Regions from separate parts of the Mus musculus genome. Here all the other regions are linked to region 2. The links are chromatin contacts, called in public HiCAR-type, HiChIP or PLAC-seq and promoter capture Hi-C maps. All regions are on one chromosome and are shown on one strand. The core of a region is the stretch at or near the end of the contact, and the rest is flanking DNA. Distances in the headings are between cores, read along the strand shown.

Region 1 (5,710 bases), core at 2,096-4,595, 920 kb before region 2:
TTGGTTACTCCCACTAGTTTTGTGCCACCGTATCCCTAAGCATTCCTTGAAAGCAGTACACCGTTGTACATAAAGAGTTTGTGTCTAGCCTGGTATTCACATTTCTTTCTTGAGAGCATGCAGAGTATGTTTCTGTACCAAAGATGCTGGAATGTAGGAGTGAAGGTTCTATGTGAGCACCAGCTTGGCATCTGCATCTTCAATGAGGTCTGTAGGTGTTCTCATTAGTAATGGGTCTCTGCTGTCAGTTTCTCCTGCTTCCTTTTCCTTCTTTTGGTTTGTCTTATTCTACTTTTATGGGATAGTTTTTTTTTTTAAATTTTGCTATATTTTATTTTGTTATAGTTTTAAAATTGAATTAATGAATTAATGCAAACATAACCATATGGTTAGTTTAACAACTGAAATGTCACTTATTTCTGTAGGAGAGGCACAATTGTTCTTTTTTTTCCCTCCAATAGAGTGACAGTGGGTATATCTACCCCTCCAGGACAGGCCTTGTGTTCAGAAGTTGTTGACCAACATACAATTGGATTCCACAGTATTTTGTGCTGTGTGTTTTTATTTGGTTACCGTTTGGTGCTATTTCTTTTCCTTTTTGTGAGGTTTTGTTTCCTTTGTTTTGGGGGGTGGTGGTGGTAAATTGGGTTTTTGTCCAATTTTAATTTAATTTTAATTTTAATTTTAATTTTTGTCCTTAAGAAAGGACTTAAAGTTGGGTGGATATGAAGGAGGAGAGGACTTGGAGGGTACAATCAAACTAGTTAAATTTTGAAAATTGTTTTAAATAATAAAAGATAGAGATAAATCTTCAAAAAATAGAGACCAAAGAATGACTGTATTCGTAAAGTTTATAAATTATCTTGTCCTAAACCAAAATAAATAACCTTTAGAGAACAGAAGAAAAACTGAAGAAAGCATCAAATAATTGAACGACATCCCATGATCATGGGCTGTCAGAATTAATGATTTAAGTACTATATGTACTAAATTAATGTACAGATTCAATGTACTCTATCAGAGTCCAAATTATATTGTTAGTAGAATAAAACAACACAACACCAAGATCATGAGATCTAAAAGCGCTCAAACATTCAAAACAATGTCGAGGAGAATGATGCTGAAGGCATTGTAAATACCTGATCTCAAATTATTCTTCAGAACCATAGTTAACAACAATTAATGCCACTAGCATCAAAACAGACACATGATTCAGTGGAAAAGAAGAGGAAGACCAAGGGATAAATCCATAGCACCATGGTTTACTTAATTTTGACAAGGATATCAAATAAACGTGCAATGCAAAATGTCTCTTGAGCAAATAGTGGTATAGAAACACAATATGTATGTGTATAAGAAAGAAATTAGAATATGACCTCAAAAGGGACCTAAAATCTTAATTTTAATCCTAAAATTTTGAGAAATTTAGTGGAAAACAAAAGTAAAATTTTCAAGACGAATTTTCATGAAAGAGCTCCAATGGCATCAGCATAACATGATAACACAGGACAGTGTGAAAGCAAAGCAAAACAACGACAAAAAAGCCTCTTGCATAGCCAGTGCCAGAGTAATGAAAGCTGGGGGAAGTCTTTGGCATCTACTCATCAGATCAGTGATTAGTACATTTAATACACAAAATTTTATTAAGCCACACCCTTGAGACTAAGAATAGTGGTCAAAGGCAGAGAAATAACAAAGTTAATTAAGTAATGCCAAAATACAACTAAAGGGGATATACTTCCTTTTCACACAGCTAAGTACTGTGTCTTTGGGTTTAGCCAATATTTGTATTACAACATTGCTTCAGAAGGGATGACAGATGGCTTGATTATTAAAGGACATGCCACACACCCAAGAGAAAAAACTCCATAAATATAGATAACTTTTTATGTATCCAACTAAGGATGCTCTGTACAACAGAATAATTATCTGTACACAAGGAAAGAGAACATGTGCTTCAGACAAGGCGTTAATACACAAAATTGATGTGGGACACACACAGCTAAACAGCCAAAAAGCTAAAATGATGCTAAAATGAGCAGAGAATTAGAACAAATATTTGTCAAAAGACAAGATACAAATGGTCAAAAGATATGATAAGGTTCTATTATGCTAATATCCCAGAGATGCCAATCAAGAACAAGATGAGATTGCATCTCACAACTGTTAGACAATACTAGAATGAAGAAAGATTAATGATGCAGACTTTGTAGAGAAAAGGGCACCCTTTTGCATTGTTGGACAGAATGTGAGATGGTACAGCCATGACAGAAAATATCATAGCATTTATCACTCCCTGTAACACATATAATAAATATATATAAATTATGTATAAGTATATATACTGAAATATTATATATACTAACTATGTAATATATATTTATAACAAAACCATACATATTAATACACACACACATATATATGTATATATATATATATCTTCTACATGTATATATGTGTGCCTATGTGTATGAAATAGAGGCCATGCCACCGCATTTTAACTAAAGGAAATCCAATCCATCTTAAAGTACTACCAACACTATCAAGTCCACAGTCACATTGTTCACAATAGCAAAGATATGGAGCCAATGTGCATGAGTAGATGTGCTTTTCTTTCTCTCTCTCTCCTTTCATTCTCCTCCCTCCTTCCCCCTCCTTCCTTCTCTTCCCATTTCCCTCTTTTTACCCAGATCTAAGTCCATTTTTAACATATCCTTTTATCTCCCACACCCCTTTCCTCTGTGAATACACAATGGGACCAAACGCATACAAATGAAAAACATATGAAAGCTGATGAAATATGGAAATTTACTTTTTGGAAAGTTTATTTGATAATACTTATATTTCTATACCCAGGTTGAGAGTCATATTTGATCATGTTAAAAAAAAATGTTTCAAAGATGGTGCCAAACTATAAGTGCTCACATAATCCAGTTGAAGGTGAGGGCATAAGTAGAAGATGCTAAGTTTCATATTTTTAAAATCAGATATTACATTATAAAGTTAGAATATTTGAAATTATTTAAGAGTTCTTGATGTGAAGAAGCTTATAAGCACTTCATTAAGACAGCAGTTTATAGGCAACATTCTGGGCAGCTGCTGAAGCTCTTCAGTAGAAGCCACAGGACCAGTATCTTCTATAGCAGAGTGGGCGGCAGCAGCCATAACCATAGCCACCATAGCCACAGCCATAGCCACAGCCATAGCCACAGCCATAGCCACAGCCATAGCCATAGCCTAGGCCACCATAGCCACAGCCCAGGCCTCCATAGTAGCTGCCATAGTAACACATGGTGTCAGGAGTGGAGAGTTCAGCTGAGGAATAGGAGTGTGTTTCTTTAGTTTGGATGTCACAATCTACCAAGGGCCTTTTATATGCCAGGGTTATTGTTGTGGAAACCACAGGCGTTGCAGCACCACATAGCTCACTGCTATGCTTCATAAAACACCCTAAGTGTTGTCATGTACTGGACACACAAGGCTGCATAACTGAGATAATTGTGCTCCTACATGATTCCACAGTCAAATCAGGGAATCTGATTTATTTTTCAACTCTTCATACCATTCCTTATAGTAGATTAGTGAATACATGACATGATTCTGTCACATGATACAAGTCATTACACTTTTCTCCATTATACATAGATATGCATATATTAATTTCCATTGACCTAGAGAAGGAAGAAGATTGATATTTTTCTCTCTTTTGTTTTGTTATTTTTGGAATGAATTTTGTATTGAGGAATAAGTTTTTTGAGTCTTTCTCGTGAACAATTGGTTAAGTTGTTTGTTATTTTGGTGGGCATTTGGCATCTTATATTAGTATATTTGGTGTTTTTCTTAAGCCTTTTTTGATTATAAATTGCTTTAAAATCAGCAGAACATACTTCTTTTAAAATCATGGTCATACAAGCTTTATATATAATCATATATAAAATTTAAAGAAAAAGGGCAATACATAAAGTTGAATCTACAAAAATACTATAACATTACATGAGATATTGTAAGAATGTATATTTGAAGATTCAAGTCTAACATCCACAAAATATGTGGCATTTTGCTTTTAGGTCTCATTTAGCTCATTGTTGTGGCTCCATTCTTTCTGTTACAATTTTCATAATTTCATTTATCCTAACAGAGGAATAATGTTTCATTCCATAAATCTAGCATAGTTTTATTACATGTTTATCTATAGATAGACCTTGAGACAGTCTGCTTTCTGGGTATATTGAATAGATCAGCAATGGTCACTGATAAGCAGGTTTAGTAAGATATAGAGACCTTTGTATATATTGCCAATCTTGGTAAACCTGGATCATGCAGTAGATCCACTTCTAGGATCTTTTTTTTTTTTTTTTTTTTGAGGAATGTTCACACAGAGTTTTATAGTAGCTGTACAAATTTGAGCTTCTAACAACTGCAAATACATGTTTCCCTTTCTCTAAATCCACACCAGCATTTATAGTCCTTTATGCTTTTCTTTTTTTTTTAATTGTTTTATTTATTTACATTCCAAATGTTGTGCTTTTCATTTTAGCCATTCTGACTGAGATAATGAGAAATTGCAAAATAGTTTTGGGTGTTTGATGGTGATCTTTATGGGAATAATGGTGTTCTTCACTGTACAGAAATTTTTAGTTTTATGAGGTCATGTTTATATGTTGATGGATTATGTCTTGAGTTACTGCTGTTCTTTACCTGAAATTCTTTTCTGAGCCACTGAGGTCATGGGCTATTCTTTGTCAGATTCCATTTTCAGTGTCTCATCCCTATTTTAATGTTAGCTCGATGAAGTTTAAATTACTATATCTCTTTAGAGGTCAAGATATCAATGAGTTAATGTAGATGTGCATGTGGTAAGTGCTCTCCATGGAGTTGAGGTAAAATGCAGTGATAACAATGGGGGAAAAGTTATAATAGAACAAGAGGGTTAAGTAGGCTGGATGAGGAAAAGCAAGAAAGTCATCATAAATAACACCAAAGACCTTATAAGAAAGTTGATGGAAATATGCTTGTCACTGTAGAAGCTTGCATTCCAAATATATTTAAAATGGAGTAACACTATAATGGGGGCTACAACACCCACCCTAGACTCAGCAGGATAACAAGTAAAAATGCCAGTATCAGACATATGCTATCTCTTTAGGAATTCTTGACCAGTGTAGCCCCATATGCCTCTAAAAATGGCAGGCTACAGCCAATGTTATTTGTTTATCCTTGAGAATCTGACCACAAGACCTTGTGGATGAACACATAGTTGAGTCACAGAACATGGAGAACTCAAGCTTTCCCTGACCTTGAATCTTCACACCACTGTGCAGCCTTTTCCCCTTTTTTATTAGATATTTTCTTCATTTACATTGCAAATGCTATCCCGAAAGTCCCCTATACACCCCCCCCCCCGCCCTGCATCCCAACCCACCTACTCCTGCTGCCTGGCCCTGGCATTCCCCTGTACTGAGGTATATAATCTTCACAAGACCAGGGCATCTCCTCCAATTGATGGCCAATTAGGCCATCCTCTGCTATGTATGCAACTAGATACATAGTTCTGGGGGGTACTGGATAGTTCATATTGTTGATCCTCTTATAGGGTTGCAAACCCCTTTAGCTCCCTGGGTACTTTCTCTAGCTTCTTCATTAGGGGCCCTGTGTTCCATCCAATATATGACTGTGAGCATCCACTTCTGTATTTGCCAGGCACTGGCAT
Region 2 (6,062 bases), core at 2,054-4,553:
GATTCATGTATGCAGGAAACCCATCCCTTTTAAAGAGCACACAACAATTAGCAGGAGCTGACAGCCACTCATGAGGAACTTGGAGTCACAAGCCCACGTGTGACTGGCAGAGAGAAGCATTTTAACAAGGAGATAATTTTCCACGTTGCATGTTACAGAATCCTATAGATGCTACTGAAAAGTACCATAAGTGAGCCACAGATTCTTTAAGAATCCTGCAGAACCCAATTTCTCTCTTACAACGAGAGGGAAAATTCCACTCCTTTCCTAAAGGTTGCACATTTGAAACGTACTAAAATTTCTTGCAATGGCATCAGAACAAGGGGACCAGTGACTATCATACTATTAAGTGAACCAGTTTTATTCATTTATTTTGCATCAGACAAAATACCTTGGTCATTGTTGTCTGGGACATGTTTACACTGAAAATGGAGTGTAGGCATAAATTCCTTTAGTCAGAATATAGCCAGCAGAAAGAAACTCAGCATATACTGACTAATAAGGGCTACAGGAAATAACTCTTACACTGTGGCTTAATGCTCCAACGGTCCTTTGTATTATTACTTTCATGTTAGATATAAAGGTATTACAGCTTGGAGAGTGTAGCAGTTAGATTGATTGGGTTGTACTGAGTAACATGTATTTTACAGCTATGCAGAAGGAATGGAAACCTAATGTAGAGTTGGCATTGCTTTGTATGCTCTGTGCTGGTAGCAATCATTCAGAACAAGTTTTTCACAATAGGTGGCGGTCACTTCCATGTCCCTTCTGCCTAGGTCTATAGAAGGTTTAGTTTTCTGAGTTTTTCCATGAGGCTATGGCAATCCAAGAGAACCACATGGGATACCCTTTCTCTGTCTTGCTTTTCATCTGAAAGTGGAATATACTGTCCCACATATACTCACAGGAGTTTTCATCGTAGATGAGGTCTATGTAAACCAAGGTAAGGAGGAATCTAGATATGAGTAAGCACACAATGGGAGGACTTTGTTTGTTTTTTGGTTGGTTTTTAACCAATTTGGAAAAAAAACATGTAGAATGTTCTAAAAACTTAGAAGAAAGCATTGGGTCAGAAACCAACTTAATTCTCGACCTTGCACTCCCAAGCACTTGGAATGCAGTATCTCCCCTACTAGTCCTCAGATTTTGATAGCTCAAGAACAGGTCAATGACTAGATATGTTTAATCTTAAGTTTAAAAATAAGCCCATAGCTTTTTTTAAAATTTTTATTCTCACTTTAAGAAATATTTACCACTTGTTCATCAAAGGATCAGTACAATGATCCTTCACAAACTCCTAAATGAGGTCAGTTTCCTCTTCCTCCTCCTCCTCCTCTTCCTCCTCCTCCTCTTCCTCCTCCTCCTCCTTCTCCTCTTCCTCCTCCTCCTCCTCTTCCTCCTCCTCCCCCTTCCCCTCCTCCTCCTCCTCCTCCTCCTCCTCCTCCTCCTCCTCCTCCTCCTCCTCCTTCTTCTTCTTTTGCACCTATGGTATGGCTTTCCAAATCTGACTTTTTTTTTTTAAGTCTGAGAGAGAACTCAAGGGCCTGATGTCTACCAGGAAGGAGTTCTATCATTGAGCTATATTTCTATGTGTTTCATGCTAGCAGTAACCATATTTCTGTTATGTGTTCAAGGCTTGGCACAATGTTACACAGAAAGTCATTTAATAGATGGGTGGATGGATGGAGGAAGGGAGGGAGGGAGGGAGGGAGGGAGGGAGGGAGGGAGGGAGGGATGGATGGTAGGTAGGTGGATGGGTGGATGGAAGGAGGGAGGGATGGAGGGATGGATGGATGGATAGATGGATGGATGGATGGTTGGTAGATGGATGGGTGGATGAATAATGGAGAGTGTGGCCTTCTTTTGAGGCAGATCATGTCATTGTTTCTATCTGGTTTTAGAAACAGTCTAAAATAAGTTGAAGTTGATTTTTAAAAAAAATTCCATTTACTATTCTTACTTTTACTTTTCCTCTCATTTAACCAACACCAAGAAAGCCCTCTTTCTTCAGTACAAGAACTTCATGTGTCTGCCTACAGCCACTTATGTCTTTGATCCTTTCCATTGGTAAGGTGCACCCCTAAATCTGCATGAATCATCTTCTTATCAGAGTCCATGTTCTATTCCCTCAACTTTCATGCTGAAAAATTGAGAAGTCACATACAATACTAGCCTCCAGAAGTGACACTATAGCCTCTTCCTAGAAAATATAATGTGGTTTTCTCATGATAAGTTCTTCAGGGAACAGAGTCTCTGCCAGCATGTATAAGCTACTCAATGTGCATTTGTGGAATAAGTGAATTTTAAGATACACTACTCTGGTAATCTTTTCTCATTCTGGGCTCATATAATTACAAGTGCTTCTTTTATGAATTAACTCAATTTAGATCACCTTTCCAAATTCCTACGAAGGAAAAAAAAAAGCACCTTGAGGTGTTCACACAGAACCAGCAAACATTTATATGGAACATTCCCCAGAAAGCTCATAGGAAATTAAGCCAACATGAGCAAACGCTGATTTCCCGGGGGAAGTGGCCTTGTCCTTCTACAGAGAAATGCTCTCTAAACCTACATTGTTAAAATAGCCTATTTCCAGTGCTTCAATGTGACAGTCAAAAGAAATTAAGAAAAGCTGCGTGCCCGAAGCTGCCTCTTTCTCAGTTCTGCGCTTGTAAATGGAAGCAATTTTCAAGACATTATGCCTGGTTCGAATAGGAAGAGTCGCTATAATCTTAAAAGACTGAAGGGTACCTATGTCTTTTCCTTCTTCTTTCTCCTCCTCTCCCTTTCTCTTCATCCTTCTCAGAGTTAAAAATGGAAACTCTGGTAATTTTTAAAGATTACTCGCTGAGGTTGTGATTTCCTATCACGTGCTACGCATCTCTAAGACCCCGGTATAGGAGCCTAGGCATAAGGCTGTCATTTACAAGGAGTAGCAGAATTCCATTTGCCTAGGGACCAATAGATTAGATTTGATCCGTCTTGGGGATGCTAGACTCAATGGACTTTCCAGCACCACAGCGCGAAGTTGAGGGGCTGCATGTGTGAGTGCATGCTGTAAATTGTGTGTGTGTGTGTGTGTGCCCGCGCGCGCGCCCGCGCTCTCGCATGTGAGCACGAGTGAGTGTGTGTGTGTGTGTGTGTGTGTGTGTGTCCGCGAGCGCGTGCGCGAGTATGCGCGCTACTGAGTGTGTCTGGCTGGGTTAGTAGGGTTGGCTGGGGCGGGCAGTAAATAAAGGGTGGGGCCAAGAGAGGAGGAGGGAAAGCGGGACTGTGAAAGAAGCAAAAGCCTGGGTTGTATCACAGTAAACCCGCTGGAGCTCATCCTGTTTGGTTGGAGCTCTGCACCAACTCCCCCAGTTCCCTCTCTCCTTGGGTGTCTTCTTCCCTCCTTTTCTCCCTTTTCCTCACTGCACCCTGAATCCACTACCCATTTCCCCCACCCATCACTTCTGCATCTGACCAGAGGACGAATGAGTGAGACGTTCCAGCAAATCGAGGCAGCAACTTTCCTCAGCTGGTCTCTGGGCTCCAGGAGCGAAATCCTGCTGATTCTTGGAGGTATGCAGCCCATGGAGGAGGAAGAGGACGAGCAGTGATGGGCTAACGACCCGTGCAAGAAGCCCCAAGCAGCTCAGTCTCGGACGCCCGCTTCACGCTTGTTCCCTCCACCTCGCTCTCCTGAGAGCAGAGAGCGCGCGGTGTGCAGACTCGGAACATCCAGGGAGGATGAGGCGGGGACCCAGCCCAAGTTGGGTGCATCTTGCGGGCGTGAGGCCACGACTGTGTTTCGGCATGAATTAAGAAGCTTGAAAGATGGAGCGCGGCACAGTCCTTATCCAACCCGGGCTCTGGACCAGGGACACCAGCTGGACACTCCTCTATTTCCTGTGCTACATCCTTCCTCAGACCTCCCCTCAAGTGCTCAGGATCGGTGAGTGAGCCCGCGGAAGCGCTCCGAGCCCTGAGCTCCAGGGGTCGCGGTCGCTCTCTGTGCCCGCGAAAGCTCAGCGCGCCCAAGGCAAGGCAGCGCGCGCTGGTGTGGGGATGGGAGTTGGGGATAAGGGGTCACCGAGCACTTAAAGCTTCACAAGAAAGTGGGAGTCGGTCACTGCTTCCCTCCTGACAGGTACCAGCTTTCCCAGAATGTATGATTGGCGGGTTTTTTCAATCTGAGATCCAAGAATCCGAGCCATAGTGCAGGGATCCAGGCTCAACTGGGTTGGCTCCTACTCTACCATCAAGTCACGCGCACACCGCGCACCTTTGACCACTTGAATTGGGCTATTGGAGGCGGGGTGAAATCTCTCTTCCAGGTGCCTAAGTGGATGTGCACCAGTCCACTAGTCCGGATTACAGAAAAGAATGTCAGAACCTTAACAATAGAATCCCCGAACCATTAGCACCATGGGAATATCACACAGCATGTTAGCTCAAAGCCTTCAAGTTTTTAACTCTAAATTGCGTTCTTTTGTATGGAGTCTGGAAAGTCTGAAGGTGTGCACTGGCGAGCTTGAGAGTGCAGTGATCTGGGACGATGGTCAGTGAATACGGAAGTTTCCTTTCCCTGCCCAATCTTACCCACCTGCTTACCACTCAGTGTCTTCTAATCCCCAAACCAGACAACTTCTGGGAAAGTTTAGGCTTAAACCTCCAAAGAGATTAAAAAGAGACTACTAGAACACTAAAGACAGAAATCTTGAGGTGTCACAAACAGAACCAAGGGCCAGCATTACTAACAGAATGGTCATTGTGGTCTCATGTAGATGCATGCACAGCTTCACTGCCAAGATTTGGTCAGTGGAGGTCTCGGCTTTAGGCACTAACAAACCTGTAAGGTTTTTCCTTTTAAACTACTGTGGGTTCTGTATTTTAATTTTCGGCGTGCCTTCTAAGTTCCTATTCTTATTATAGATGGTCTCGGGAGAGCCATAGGTGGCCTGTTGACTGCTAACAGGTCTCCTGGCTTCTCCCCTCTCTCACTTAGGGGGAAAAATGAAGCCTGGGACTTCAAGGTTTACTCTTTCTAAGAATTGACTGAGTGGCCTGAGTGTGCTGGCACCTTGTGCAGCAGTTAACAGTGAGGCTCCAAGCCGTCCGTCCATTTCCCTAAGTAACTACAGTAATACTGATCTTCAACTAGTGAGACCCTCAGAAAAATTCTGAACCTACAGCTTGCTTATTTACTTTTGCACTGAATATGTCCCCTCACCTCCAAAAAAAAAAAAAAAAAACTTACTCTTTGAAGGGTGTTTTCTCTAGGCACGTAAAGTATAGTTTTTAACGGAAGGGAAAAATCCCAAATACTAACTTGACATGTGTCTTCTAGAGTATGGAGGCATATCTGCATTTAGTAGATAGCTTAGACTCACTCTATAATGATAGATTTCCAAACAGTTTTTAAAGAATCACAATTGATAAACTAAAACCATCTTTGCCCAAGATAAATTCAAGACTGGACTTTGAATGCTGTCAAATGTGCTTCCTGTAGCAAAACAATAATGTGAAGAACACAAAGTAATGAAAATGTGTCACAGTTTCCAGGAGTTATCAACTTTATTGTTGCTTTTGTGTTATACACCTTGAAAATGGTGACCTTGGGTTAGAAACCGCCTTGCCAAGTCCCAAACGATCACAATCAGCCGTTTGAAAATTGTTTTCAAAACAAAAACAACCACATCCCTCACTGACCTTATGATACTTGCCACAAAATAATTGAATTTCTTTCCTTTAAATATAAGCTACAGTGCGTGAAGAAACATTGCACGCGCCTGTGTTTATATGCAGCACACAAGTCTCCCCTCTATAGCGCTTTGTGACCTGTTGCTAGCCTGGACACTAACAGGCTGTATGTACAGACCTACACATAGCTTTTAAATGAAAAACTTCAGCACCATGGAAACCAGCGTTACCTCAGAGGGAACCTGCCTTTTACAGTGAGTCTCCTGTCAGTCAAGCCCAGTACTGAATGCAAAATATCAAAGGACTAGGGAAGTAAACAAAACTCTATGTGTGAGAAGGAGAATAGAAATTGTATTCATTTTCACCTCTTGTTTTTCTTC
Region 3 (6,266 bases), core at 2,623-5,122, 790 kb after region 2:
TCTTAGTTTCTTGCTTTTTTCTGTCGCTTTTTGCCTCAACTACCACAGTTTAAAAACACGCATGCGCATACCCACAAAGGCATGGTGATACGTGCTTATATTATCAGCACTGGAAGGCTAAAACAGGAGGACAGTAAAACAGTAAACCTGGGCTGCAAGCTGAGTCCCAGCACAAGACACTGTAAGATCCTATGCAGAGCATGGCATGGAATGCTAATAATGCCCATAGGTTTGGGGAGGGTTAGGGGCTTGGCCTTGGAGGAGGTGTGTCACTGGGGGCGGGCTTTGAAGCGCCACAATACTCATGTGATGGCCAGTATTTCTCTCTCTCCCTCTCCCTCTCCCTCTCCCTCTCCCTCTCTCTCTCTCTCTCTCTCTCTCTCTCCCCCTCCCTCCCTCCCTCCCTCCCTCCCTCCCTCCCCCCCCTCTCTCTTTCTCTGCCTACTTGTGGATCAAGACGTGAGCTCTTAGCTCTCAGGTTTGCCCTGCCAATGTACTCTAGCCCTCTGAAACTGCAAGACCCAGTGAACGCTTTTCTTTTATAAATTGTCTTGTTCGTGGAGTTTTGACAATGGAAAAGTAAAAAAGACACCCTATCTCCAAAATAACAAACATCTATCTGATTTTAGATTAACTGATGGAATTCAGTGGGACATTCAGTTTTGAAGTATACGGGTTTGAAGATGATCTTAAAAATTAGAATCATCATTTCAGAACTTTAAAAATTTAACATAGGAAGAATTTACTATTTTTCAATTAATTACATGTATTTATTTATTCTCTTTCTTTGTGTGTGTGTGTGTGTGTGTGTGTGTGTGCGCGCGCGCGTGTGTTCACGTCAGCTTGAGGGAGTTGATTCTATAACTTCAGCATATGGGTCCCAGAGATTGAACTCTGATATTCTCGCTCAGCAGGAAGTGCCTTTACCTGATAAGCCATCTCTCCAGCCAGAATCTACAGTTTGCTGTGTGAGCTACAAAACACACAAACACACACACACACAAAACCACACTATTAGTAACACAATGCCAAAGCATAAAACATTGGAGTGTCTTACATTATTATATACAGATGTAATTAAAAAAACAAAAAACAAGAACGAGAGGCTCACTAGAACGCTCCTGCTCACTAGTTGGTGCACATGAGGAAGCTCCTGGTTTAGTTCCCTGATTCCTCCATCCTTCCCAGTGATAGAGATTCAATCCAGGTTTGCTTGTTGGTTTAGATTTATTTATTTATTTTGTGTATATTAATACACTATGGTTGTCTTCAGACACACACCAGAGAGGACATCAGATCCCATCACAGATGGTTGTGAGCCACCATGTGGTAGCTGGGAATTGAACTCAAGACCTCTGGAAGAGCAGGCAGTGCTCTGAATCACTGAGTCATTTCTCCAGCCCCAACTAGCCTGCTTTCTTTATATAATACAAGACCACCAGCCCAGGGATGGCACCATCCAGCATGAGCTGACCCCACCACACACACACACACACACACCACACATACACACACATACACACACACCACTCACACACACACACACACACGCACACACCACACATACACACACACCACACATACACACACACCACTCACACACACACACACACACACATATACACACACCACTCACACACACACACACCACACACACACACATATACACATATACACGCACACACGCACACACATACACACACACACACACCCCATTGATCACCAATTGAGAAAAATGCCTTACAGTTGGATCTAACGGAGGCATTTTCTCAAAGGCGGCTCCTTCCTCTCTAATGACTCTAACTTGTGTCAAGTTGACACTCAAAACCAGCCAGTACATAGCGTTTAACCCAAATTACACAAAATTAACAAATCTCCGTTCAAAAGGAATAATTGGCAATTAAAAACTAAGTCTTTGATGAATTAACACATAGTTGATTGGAATTGCTTTTAATTCTTCCCATTTCCCACTTGTGCAAGGTCGACTTTTACTTTAAACTTTTGATGAAAATTTATCCACTGTCTTGAACTCGTTTAGTTTTTCAGGATCTAGTTATCAATTTTTGCCAAGATTTAGATCCTCTTAGTTACTTTTAACAAATCAGGTATAATTTTAAATCCCCTCTCACTATTTTGTGTCAGTTATACCCATAAGTGATGCTGAGACAACGGGTTTTAGTTTTTCCTAGCAAATCCATGAGGGAATCTTCGACTGTCTTACCTCTCAGGTGTCATGTACTTTGCAGACATAGAATCCACATAGAAGTTTAAACAGAGTCACCCAATGATTGTTTTTAATGGGTATCGTAGTAACCATTGATTGTTAATATTATAAATCAAACTATTTAACATTAATATAAAAATATAGCAGTGAACACTGAAGGCTAACATAACATTATTGAAAATGTCTCTCTTGAGGACTGATATTCTCAATTTTTTCCCCAAATATTTTATATGTGGCTTAGTGGACGACAAAGAGTGTAAGTGGCTCCTTGTGCTTTTCACATTCATACTGTGACATACTGAACACCCAGCAGGCCTTCACAGCTCCCCACAGGAAGAGGAGACAGCTCTGTATTACTATGAAAACACTTGCGTAGTCATGGGCCCTGAAAGGGCGTTGGAGAGCCTCGGAGGTGTCAAAACCAATCTTTGAGAACCACTGAACGTTTGCTCTGTCTTCCAATATAATTGGCTCACTTACCTTGTGTTCGGTGACAAGAAAGTATTTTCATGGTTACATTTTTTTTTCCTTTTTCTTTTCTTTTCTTTTTCTTGGATATTTTCTTTATTTACATTTCAAATGTTTTCCACTTTTCAGGTCTCCCCTTCGGAAACCCCCTATCCCATCCCCACTCCTCCTGCCTCCATGAGGGTGCTCCCCCACCCACCCACTCCCATCCTCCCACCCTGGCATTTCCCTACAAATGGTGCATTGAACACCCTAAGGCCTGAGGGCCTCTCTTCCCACTGATGTACAACAAGGCCATCCTCTGCCACATATGTGGCCAGTGCCATGGGTTGCTCCATGTTTAGTCTTTGGTTGGTTGTCCTGTCCCTGGGAGCTCTAGGGGAACTGGCCTGTTGACACTGTTGCTCCCTCCATGGGGCTCCAAACCCCTTCAGCTCCTTCAGTCCCATGGTTACATATTTAAAATGTTTAATAGAAAAAAAAATTGCAGTTGATAGTACGGTTGCAATTATGAGTCTGTCCCAATGTAAAGAAAATCTTAATTTCTCTATGTCCAACGACTCACCAAAGCGTTTCATATTTTTCTGCAAGGGCAGGAGATGCTTCCATTTTTTTGTATTTTTTTATTGTAAGAGTGTTTTACTTTCTCTATGAAGTTATTCTATTTACATAGAAATGTTTGTGAAAAAGATTCTGGGGGAGTAGAGAATATCTATATAGATATATAGATATAGATAAAGTGGTTAACTATTCCCACTTTGTAATCTGCCCATCTAGGGTAGAAATCGTCGCTGTAATATCTATTGGCCTGGTGACCTCTGCGTACCACTGAATTGTGGTTATCAACTTCCCTTCCATAAAATGGAGATTAATATTCATTCTTAAATTTGACCAATAACAAAGATAACTGCACTTAAGCAAACCGCTTAGCTCTGCTACGCACGTGCAGTCCACGCGTTGCAATCCTCCATGCTATTTCAAAGATCACCTTCGAGCCTTCAGTGCTTCCCAGTGACCAACACAGAGGATGTCCATTGGTAGTTTATAGGGGCGAGGGCGGGTGAGCTTGGAGAAGAAAAGGCTAACCTGCCCCGGTGCTGGGTCTGCAGGATTAAGTTTAAGTGAAGGATAAGACGTTGGGTGTCCGCCACCGAAATATCACAAGCCAAACGTCCTAACCAAAGTTTACTCATTAACTTAGGACAAGGGACACGAAGGGAGCATGCACGCTCTGGGTTCGGCCTGATCGTCCGCTTTGATCGGGAATCGGCAGATCAGGTCTGTCTGCTGGAACCTCTGGTTCTCGCGATATTTCAGAGACGCTGCAGGTTGAAGGGGCGGGGCGACCGGAAGTAGGGGGACGCGAGGCGGCGCCGAGGCCCATTCCCAGCAGGCAGTGCGCGGCGCCCCTTGCTTCCTCGGCGTCTCGGAGCGAGCGCGTGAGCGGTGGACTGCGGCCGAGCCATGGCGCTTCACGTCCCCAAGGCCCCGGGCTTTGCCCAGATGCTCAAGGATGGAGCCAAAGTAGGTGGCGTGGAGGGACTGTACGGTGGGAGGGTGGGTCTGCGCCTGTGGCGACCGCGACAGGCCTGCGGGCGGGCGGCCGCGCCGCGATCGGGATGGAGAAGGTTCTAGAAAGGGAAGCGTGCTCTGGATGCCGGCTCGCTGGAACTGGTGGGCATTTCTGTTATTCCCCCGGCGGCTTCGGGTTTGCATCCCAGCTCCCCACGCCCCTGTCTGCGGCATGGAGCCCACGGGCGCCGCCCTTAACGCGAGCTGGCGATGCGTTAATGAACTTGGACGGAATTGGTAACGGGTGGTTGGAGGGCCGGGGATTGTAGGATGGAGATGACACGAGTCCGGCATGGTCACTCCTGGGCCTGCCCTTGGTTGCTTCCTTCCAGACACGTCCGATCCCCACTGCTCTACTGAAAACTCTCCTCTGGACGTTCTGTTTCCTTTACCTTTTCTGAGTTGAGACCGGGCCGAAGGCTGTTAACTGTCTTTTCACTCTGACTGTCCGATGTCGTAGCCTACAGGATAAATGAAGCCCCACCCCAGATCGAATAGGCCGTAGTTTCAGGAGTGATTTTTTTTTTTTTTTTAAAGCGGTCACATTGCTTATGGAGCGATTTGTCCTGAGTTCCCCAAGCTGCCAGATAACGTTTGTTTTGTCTTTCATATTTTTACAAGTTGTAGAAATAGCGGATTCTTAGCAGTACAGAGAGGTGGTGTCCCCTTTGTAGTGATAACTGGCATACTGAATGGATGTCAGGGCTTAATGTAAGTTAGTAAGTTCTGCAAATGACACTGTTAACCTTTTGAGGGGTAGCAACAGCTTCCAGTTTCCATCTTTTCCTCCATCACTCTGGCTGAGGACATGATACATTTAAAGGATTTCTGTCACAGGCTAGCATTTCAGCACAGAGATACTTTGTGTAAATCGGTACTGATGGAGGCTATAGTGAAGACAAGTTTTTTTAAAGTACCCCCATCCCCCAAATTTAGGTTAAAAGCTAGTACTAGTAGGCTGGGATTGTAGTTTAATGGTAGATTGCTTTCTTGTGTTCAATCCCTGGAAAAGGCAGAAGGAAGAATAGTTGTTATTTAGCTAGGTGAGTAATAATCTGCCAAGTAGGAGCTATTGATTATCCCATTAGTTTACAGATAGGAAAGAGAGCCAGGCCCAGTGGGGGAAACTGAGGCTGTCTGATGACTGCCTGTGTGATCCTGGCTGTTTCTTAGAAGCATACTCAACAGAGGTATCCTGCGGTAGAAAACTCTTAACTTGGTTATCATGCCTAAGCAGACATTTTCTTTTTCAGCATTTCTCGGGATTAGAAGAGGCTGTGTATAGAAATATACAGGCCTGCAAGGAGCTTGCTCAGACTACTCGCACAGCGTACGGACCAAATGGTAATGACCAAGTTCAGGCTGTGTGGTGTGACTGTTAGCGTAGAGAGCGGGCCTCACGTGTTTTATGGTCGGTGGCATTGATGTGCCTCTCACTTTCAGTCAGGAATGCAGCTTTCTGGGAAAAGAGAAATTGGAAACGATGCTGTTACCCTGTTAGGTCCTAGGGAAGTCCAGCATCCTCACTAGTGGCCAGTACTATTGTGGAAAGGCTCAGCAGTCTGCAGAAAACAGCACGGCATCAGGAAGCTCTTCCTTCCCTTTAACCACCAGTTGAATTAGAGATGCACACAAAGAGATTACGGAAGAAACCAAATGTGTTTCTAAGCATATTGATTTTAGTGTTAATTCCTGTTTATTAAGCACGTCTTACATGCTAAGCATGTTGGTGTTTAGTCAGGGAAGCCCATGGGGCTATGATGCTGATCTAAACAGATGGTGTGTTCTGGGGCTAAACATCAGTACGGCTTCTTGCCGGAGTTTTCCTGGGTTGTTTGCAGAATATTTGAATAATAATGGAACCTTTTTTTTTTTCTTTGCAACTACTTTTAAGGAATGAATAAAATGGTCATCAATCGCCTGGAGAAGTTGTTTGTGACAAACGATGCAGCGACTATTTTAAGAGAGCTAGAAGTAAGTTTTGTTTCAAAACCATCAAAAA
Region 4 (5,518 bases), core at 2,213-4,712, 590 kb after region 2:
CACGCCCGGCTTCACCATGTGTCTTAATCCATCCCACCACCTAAAGTAATCCCCTTCATGTTGCAGGCTGAAGAGACTCGGGGTTCAGGGTTCAAACAATTATCCCACGAATAGAAAGTTAGAAAAATGAAGGGAGGGGACTGTTAAAACCCTCAGCCATCAAAAGCAAGCTTCCCTGTGAAGAGTCTAATGACACTTGGTCATCTCAACAAGTTTTGCAGCTGTTCTTATGAGAGTCACCACCACAGTACAGAGCTACAAAAGGACAGGCCCTGATGTGGAACCAAATAGTAGCCGTGCCTTCTGGGTCAGTGAAATGGTTCAGTAGGTAAGGGTGCCTGCTGCCCGACCTAAGGCTAAAGTTTAGTGCCCAGAACCATGTGTGGTAGAGGGAGAGAACCTATTCCCACAGGGTGTCCTCAAACCTACACAGAGAGAGAGACAGACAGACAGAGACAGAGAGACAGACAGAGAGAAGAGGTTGACTGAGGAATTCCACTTCCCAAGGATTATTTAAATGCAGTTTTAACAATAATCACAAGGATATAAAAAGGGGGAACCCTTAGCCGGGCGTGGTGGCGCACGCCTTTAATCCCAGCACTCAGGAGGCAGAGGCAGGCGGATTTCTGAGTTCGAGGCCAGCCTGGTCTACAAAGTGAGTTCCAGGACAGCCAGGGCTATACAGAGAAACCCTGTCTCAAAAAAAAAAAAAAAAAAAAAAAAAAAAACAAAACAAAACAAAAACAAAAAAAGGGGGGACCCACAAACTTCCAAAGGGTAAGAGAATTTTACCTTAAATTTTAAAAGATTTTGTTATGAATATTACATTCCAAATGTATAAATTATCAAACCTTCTAATCACTACACACATTCAACCAACCACCTTTGGGGCTTGCCTACAAATCCAATAAAATGTTATCAAAATAGAACTATGTAATTTTTTTATTTCTATCACTCACTTTAAGAATGTAGTAAGAAATTCCCATCTTTTATTCTTTACAATATAAAAACTACATATGAAGTGAAAGTCAAATACTAAGAATATTTTGAAATTACTACAGCTCTCGGAAAAGATCAGAAATTAAACACACACAGAAATCTGTTGCAGACTTGGAATGATGGCAATAGCAGTGGAAAGTAAATTTTATATTCCTCAACAGAAAAAAGGATAAAGTGTGCATAACCACATTATCTAGTATGCAAATATTGATGTCACCCTCCTCGTTTAACTTCCTGATGTGGATATTTTCATGTTAGATCAAGCATCCTGTAATCTACCTGAAATCTCCTAACATCTGAAAGAGACAACACTGATAACCCTAAATCTAAAACAGCACACCAACCGCTCCCCTGCTACAGAGGTTTGAAAGGAATGACCATCAATAATAATTTGGTATCGTTCTTGCGGCCCATGCAACCCTTGAGAGGGTAAAGGCACTCGCCACCAAGCTTGACGGCCTGAGGTCCAGGCCCCAGAACCCACAGGATTAACGGAGAGAACCACAAATGCAAACTGTCCTCTGATCTCTGCACAAATACAAACACAAAACAATAAAATAAATACATGTTTTTAAAAATCATCGTTCTTTTAGTCAAAGGGAAGAAGAAGCCAGTTCTCTTCATACACTTTCCCTTTCCCAAACAGTGCACCGAGGACTGGTGTGTGTGTGTGTGTTTGTGTGTGTGTGTGTGTGTGTGTGTGTTTTCTTTTTTCAAAAAGAAATTACACAAGATCCATAAAATCAAGAGAGACAGACACATCCATAGACCCCTCTTCTTAGCCTTGACCCAAGAAGACCCGCTGACTCTTATCTATTCTTTACCACCTGACCCCAGAAACTAGTTATGCAGGAAAACCTAAAAGCCCTAAAAGGAAATCCCCTTTGTGGCCTCATTTTAAAAAAAAATTATAAAGAATAACTTAAGCATGTATACACCACTCTGCATCAAAATACTAAAGGCAAAGCGAGGACAGCAAGGGAAAGAAATGATATAATACTGCTGACTGCCTTACTTCTATCTGAAATCTCAAAGATCCAGCTTCCTCCAGCACAAATTGAGTCTCCCGCAGTAGGCCACGAGGCTGCTGTTTAAACACCACCTCGGTGTTCCTTGGCCACGTCTTAAGCACGCTCTACCACGTCAGCCACTGATTACCTGGATCAAAACACACAGCCCGCAGCTGGACCCCCTCCGGCCTCCTGAAGCCACCCCTCGTGTGTGCAGCTCAGCCTTTTATAGTGGAGGCATGTGATGCGCGTATCTGCACCAGCTGTTCCTAATTACCTCTCAGTCTGGGGTGAATGACTCAGCAACACAAACTCTTTTAAAGAGTCACCCTACCTTGTTATCCAACCAACGTAGCGAACAAAGGGAAGCCACTTGACAGATCCGACGGTTAAACAACAAGAGGCGATCACTCCTCCAAAGCTACCCAACTCCAAGATGACTCACCAGGAGCCTTTTTTCCTCTAGACTCCCTTACGATGTCCAAAGCCAGAAGTGGCAAGCGCCTTCAAGCCCAGCCCAGAGCTTGCACCACTACCACAAGAGCAGGAAGAATAGGCCAACCCATACCTCTTCCCATTTCTCTGAATATTTGTAGAGCTCAAAAGCTCGGCCACGAACAAAAATCTACAGTGGTCATCCTTTAATCTTTCTGAACTGCCTTTCCTGCAAACCCAGTGAGCTGAGAGGAGTGCTCAATGCCTAAACAAAGACCCAGCAGGGGCATCGTCCTCCAAGGCTAGCAGTCACAACTCTACAATTCTCCAAAAGGAAAAAGAACAGCATCCTGAAAAAAAAAAAAAAAGTCTTTGTTCTTCCAAGCCTGTCTGGGGAGCAGGATTTTCCCACACGCGTTCTTTCAGAATTACTACTACGTCTGCCTTGACTCAGCGCACGCTGAACATAGAGAGCTCACTACATAAAAGCCATCGGCGCAATTCCACTAAATGACACCAAAGTCCCGGAGAAGATCGAAAACGCGCTGGCCCTGGCCCTACCGGACACGAACACAAAAGCTGGTGTCGTTAACATCGAGACCCACTCTGCCTATGCTGTGCGAGTCCACATTACAAACGTGCGCCAAGCAACAACAAAGGGAAGCGCGGAGCGCCCGGTAGTCCCGGAACCCCGGCCCGCTCGGCCTTGCCCCCGCAGCAGGCGGAGCGGGACGCGGCCCGCGGCGGAGCGCGGTGCAGGGCGGCGCCGGCACGGCCGGCCCAGAGAGTCCGCGCAGCGCGTAAACAGCGCGCAGCCCGCCGCCCCTTCTAGGCCCGCGCGGCCGCCCGCCACCAGCCCCGGTGACCCCCGGAAAGGACGGAAGGACGGCACCGCGCACCGCCCGAGCCACTTACCGGAGCCGAGACGCGGCGCGGCCCGACTGCAGGCGGCAAGCGGCGGTCAGGTGACTCACTCCCTCTGCGCGGACAGCCGCCCGTCTCCTCCCCTGCGCTCCGTTCCTCTCCGCCACCACCGCCAGCGCCTCGGGGCGCTAAAGCCCCGCCCCCGGTTCCGCCCCCGGGCCCCGCCCCGTAGCTGAAGCCCTGCCGAGCTCCAGGCCACGCCCTGCCTGGAGCCACGCCCCGTTCCAGGCCACGCCCTCCGCTAGTAAGAGCCTCTCTATTTCGCCTCCTGCGAGCTCCGTGTAACGTTGTGGATTGTATTGCTGAGCGCCAGGCCTCCAACCGCGTCGCCCTATCTCTGCCTTTGGTGGCAAGGTTACACGTCACGGAAGACCACCTCTTCCTCACCTGCTGAAGGCAGGGAAAAAAAAAGGCTGACGCCTCCACGCCCCCAGGGTTTTTGTTCACACAGCCCCTCTCCCCCCTCCCCCCCCCCCACACACAGATTAGATAAGGTCTTCTGCCCCACGCCCCCAAACCTCGGAAGCTCAGTTCGGCCAAGCTCCTGGGCTGCTTTCCTGTAGGAGCACAAAAACCAGGTGTTTGAACTTGCTGAAAAGGGTGTATGTCAACATCTGTCTGAAGCTCCGCAGGACTTTTAGGAGCAGATTCTGAGAGGGGGAGGCTGCTGCCCCTCTGAATGATCACTAGCTTCCCTTCTAGTTGTTTGTGTCCTTGAGGCCCTTCCTCGAAAACCGCAAGGCAGGTAACCTGGAGTGTGCTTTGCTCATTATAACCCATTAATATGCATGCTTCCCCGATCAAATCCCTTTACTCCTTGTGCTCAGCCAATACTGCTTTGAGAGTTATTCTTGCGCCCTTCATACTTGCCTGAATATAAGCTGCACTCTTATCTGCCTAGCCACGACGGACTGCATTCACCAATGGGCAAGCACGCTGTACTGGGCTTCATATCCGGAATATTGTACTGTCTGGCAGCCTCCTGTTGTCCCTCTACGCTGCACTACCAGGAAACATGGACGCATCCGTGTCTGGTCATGTCAGACGTCTTCCCTCAAGTCCTGGTCATGCTTTCATCCTCTGCTACTTATTGGGGTGTTAATCCAATTGTTCGTTTCTATTTTTTATTATGTTCGCTGTTGTTCAAGGCAGTGTCTTTACGCAAAGCTGCATGCACTCGTGGCAGGGCTTATCAGTCTGGAGAAAGAGAGGACTGGGCTGGCCAACCTGATTAAAAATGAGGAAGGAATTACCACCCCTGAGGCCAGTAGCCCTGGGAGGACTTGTAGGAAGAAATAATGTTGCTGGCTTTGAGTTCCAGAGGAAAGATGTAGAAAAATGGGAAGCCCCAAAATGTATGTGCTCCTTAAACACACACAGACAGTGCAAGGGCTCCAGGAGAGGGTTGTCTCCAAATAGTGATAACATTGACATGACTGCATCTGTACAGTGCGTAAGCTCTTGTGACTTAAGGACATTCAGTTACCTCTAAAGTAGGTGAGAATATGGCCTAAGTGCTGTGGGGTGGCCATGTAAGTGGTGACCTGGTGCCTTTGTGAGGCAGGGACAGCAACAGAGCTAAAACCAGGGCATGGCTGAGAGGAGTGTGGTCTACCAGGCTGTGAGGGGATCCAGGCGTGGAGGCAGGCGGCATGTTCAGGATCCTGAGATCATTATGTAGGTATTCAGTGAGAAATGAGGGGAGACACTTAGGGATAGACTGTGCGAGTTGATGGTGGTTCTGACAGACATTCGAGGGTCCTGGGGTGTCTGTCACACTCACTCTCCTTCCATCCTGAGCCAAAGTATAGTCTGCCTTCTTCCCACGCCTCTCGTGTACATTATTTCGATAAGTAGCCTTATGTCATGTGTATTAGCTCACAGAGAACCTCCCTCTAAGCACGTTTCTCTTGACTTGTCCTCTAAGAACACTTAGCATGGGATGCCCGCCCCAACTCTGTGACAAGACGAGAAGAAAAATAGCCAAGCAGTCTGCCTTAGTCGGAGTTTCTATTGCAGCAAAAAAAAAGCAGGACCAAGAAGCAAGTTGTGGCATTTTTATTATTTATTTATTTATTTATTTATTTATTTAATGTATGTGAGTACACTGTCACTGTCTTCAGACATGCCTTCAGAGGGCATCAGATTGC

What was found. Promoter capture Hi-C pulls out the DNA fragments that hold promoters and counts their contacts. HiCAR-type assays count read pairs that join an accessible place to other places. HiChIP or PLAC-seq counts read pairs in DNA pulled down with a chosen protein or histone mark.
Region 1: a contact with region 2 is called in a promoter capture Hi-C map of hippocampal neurons, with 5 times the contacts expected there. The contact joins the promoter of Krtap20-2 here to the promoter of Grik1 in region 2. A contact is called at or near these places in 3 of 39 promoter capture datasets (hippocampal neurons, pre-B cells and stem cell-derived epiblast-like cells).
Region 3: a contact with region 2 is called in a HiCAR-type map of astrocytes, with 2.4 times the contacts expected there. The contact joins the promoter of B130034C11Rik here to the promoter of Grik1 in region 2. A contact is called at or near these places in 2 of 115 datasets of contacts at active chromatin or transcription factors (astrocytes and embryonic stem cells).
Region 4: an H3K4me3 HiChIP or PLAC-seq map of embryonic forebrain shows a contact between it and region 2, with 8 times the contacts expected there. The contact joins the promoter of Bach1 here to the promoter of Grik1 in region 2. A contact is called at or near these places in 2 of 39 promoter capture datasets (cranial neural crest and hippocampal neurons) and 1 of 115 datasets of contacts at active chromatin or transcription factors (embryonic forebrain).

The regions. Positions count from the first base shown.
Region 1 is chr16:89,203,496-89,209,205 of GRCm38.p6, reverse strand. Krtap20-2 (keratin associated protein 20-2) reads right to left here and starts at 3,345. Exons shown (of 1, transcript NM_001163615.1): 1 at 2,812-3,345. The coding sequence starts at 3,292. The coding sequence ends at 3,110.
Region 2 is chr16:88,287,457-88,293,518 of GRCm38.p6, reverse strand. It overlaps Grik1 (glutamate receptor, ionotropic, kainate 1), which reads left to right and starts at 3,303. Exons shown (of 17, transcript NM_146072.5): 1 at 3,303-3,934. The coding sequence starts at 3,817.
Region 3 is chr16:87,493,679-87,499,944 of GRCm38.p6, reverse strand. It overlaps B130034C11Rik (RIKEN cDNA B130034C11 gene), which reads right to left and starts at 3,872. Exons shown (of 3, transcript NR_040375.1): 1 at 3,636-3,872. It overlaps Cct8 (chaperonin containing Tcp1, subunit 8 (theta)), which reads left to right and starts at 4,076. Exons shown (of 15, transcript NM_009840.3): 1 at 4,076-4,216; 2 at 5,518-5,608; 3 at 6,159-6,238. The coding sequence starts at 4,157.
Region 4 is chr16:87,696,898-87,702,415 of GRCm38.p6, reverse strand. Bach1 (BTB and CNC homology 1, basic leucine zipper transcription factor 1) reads right to left here and starts at 3,462. Exons shown (of 5, transcript NM_007520.2): 1 at 3,360-3,462.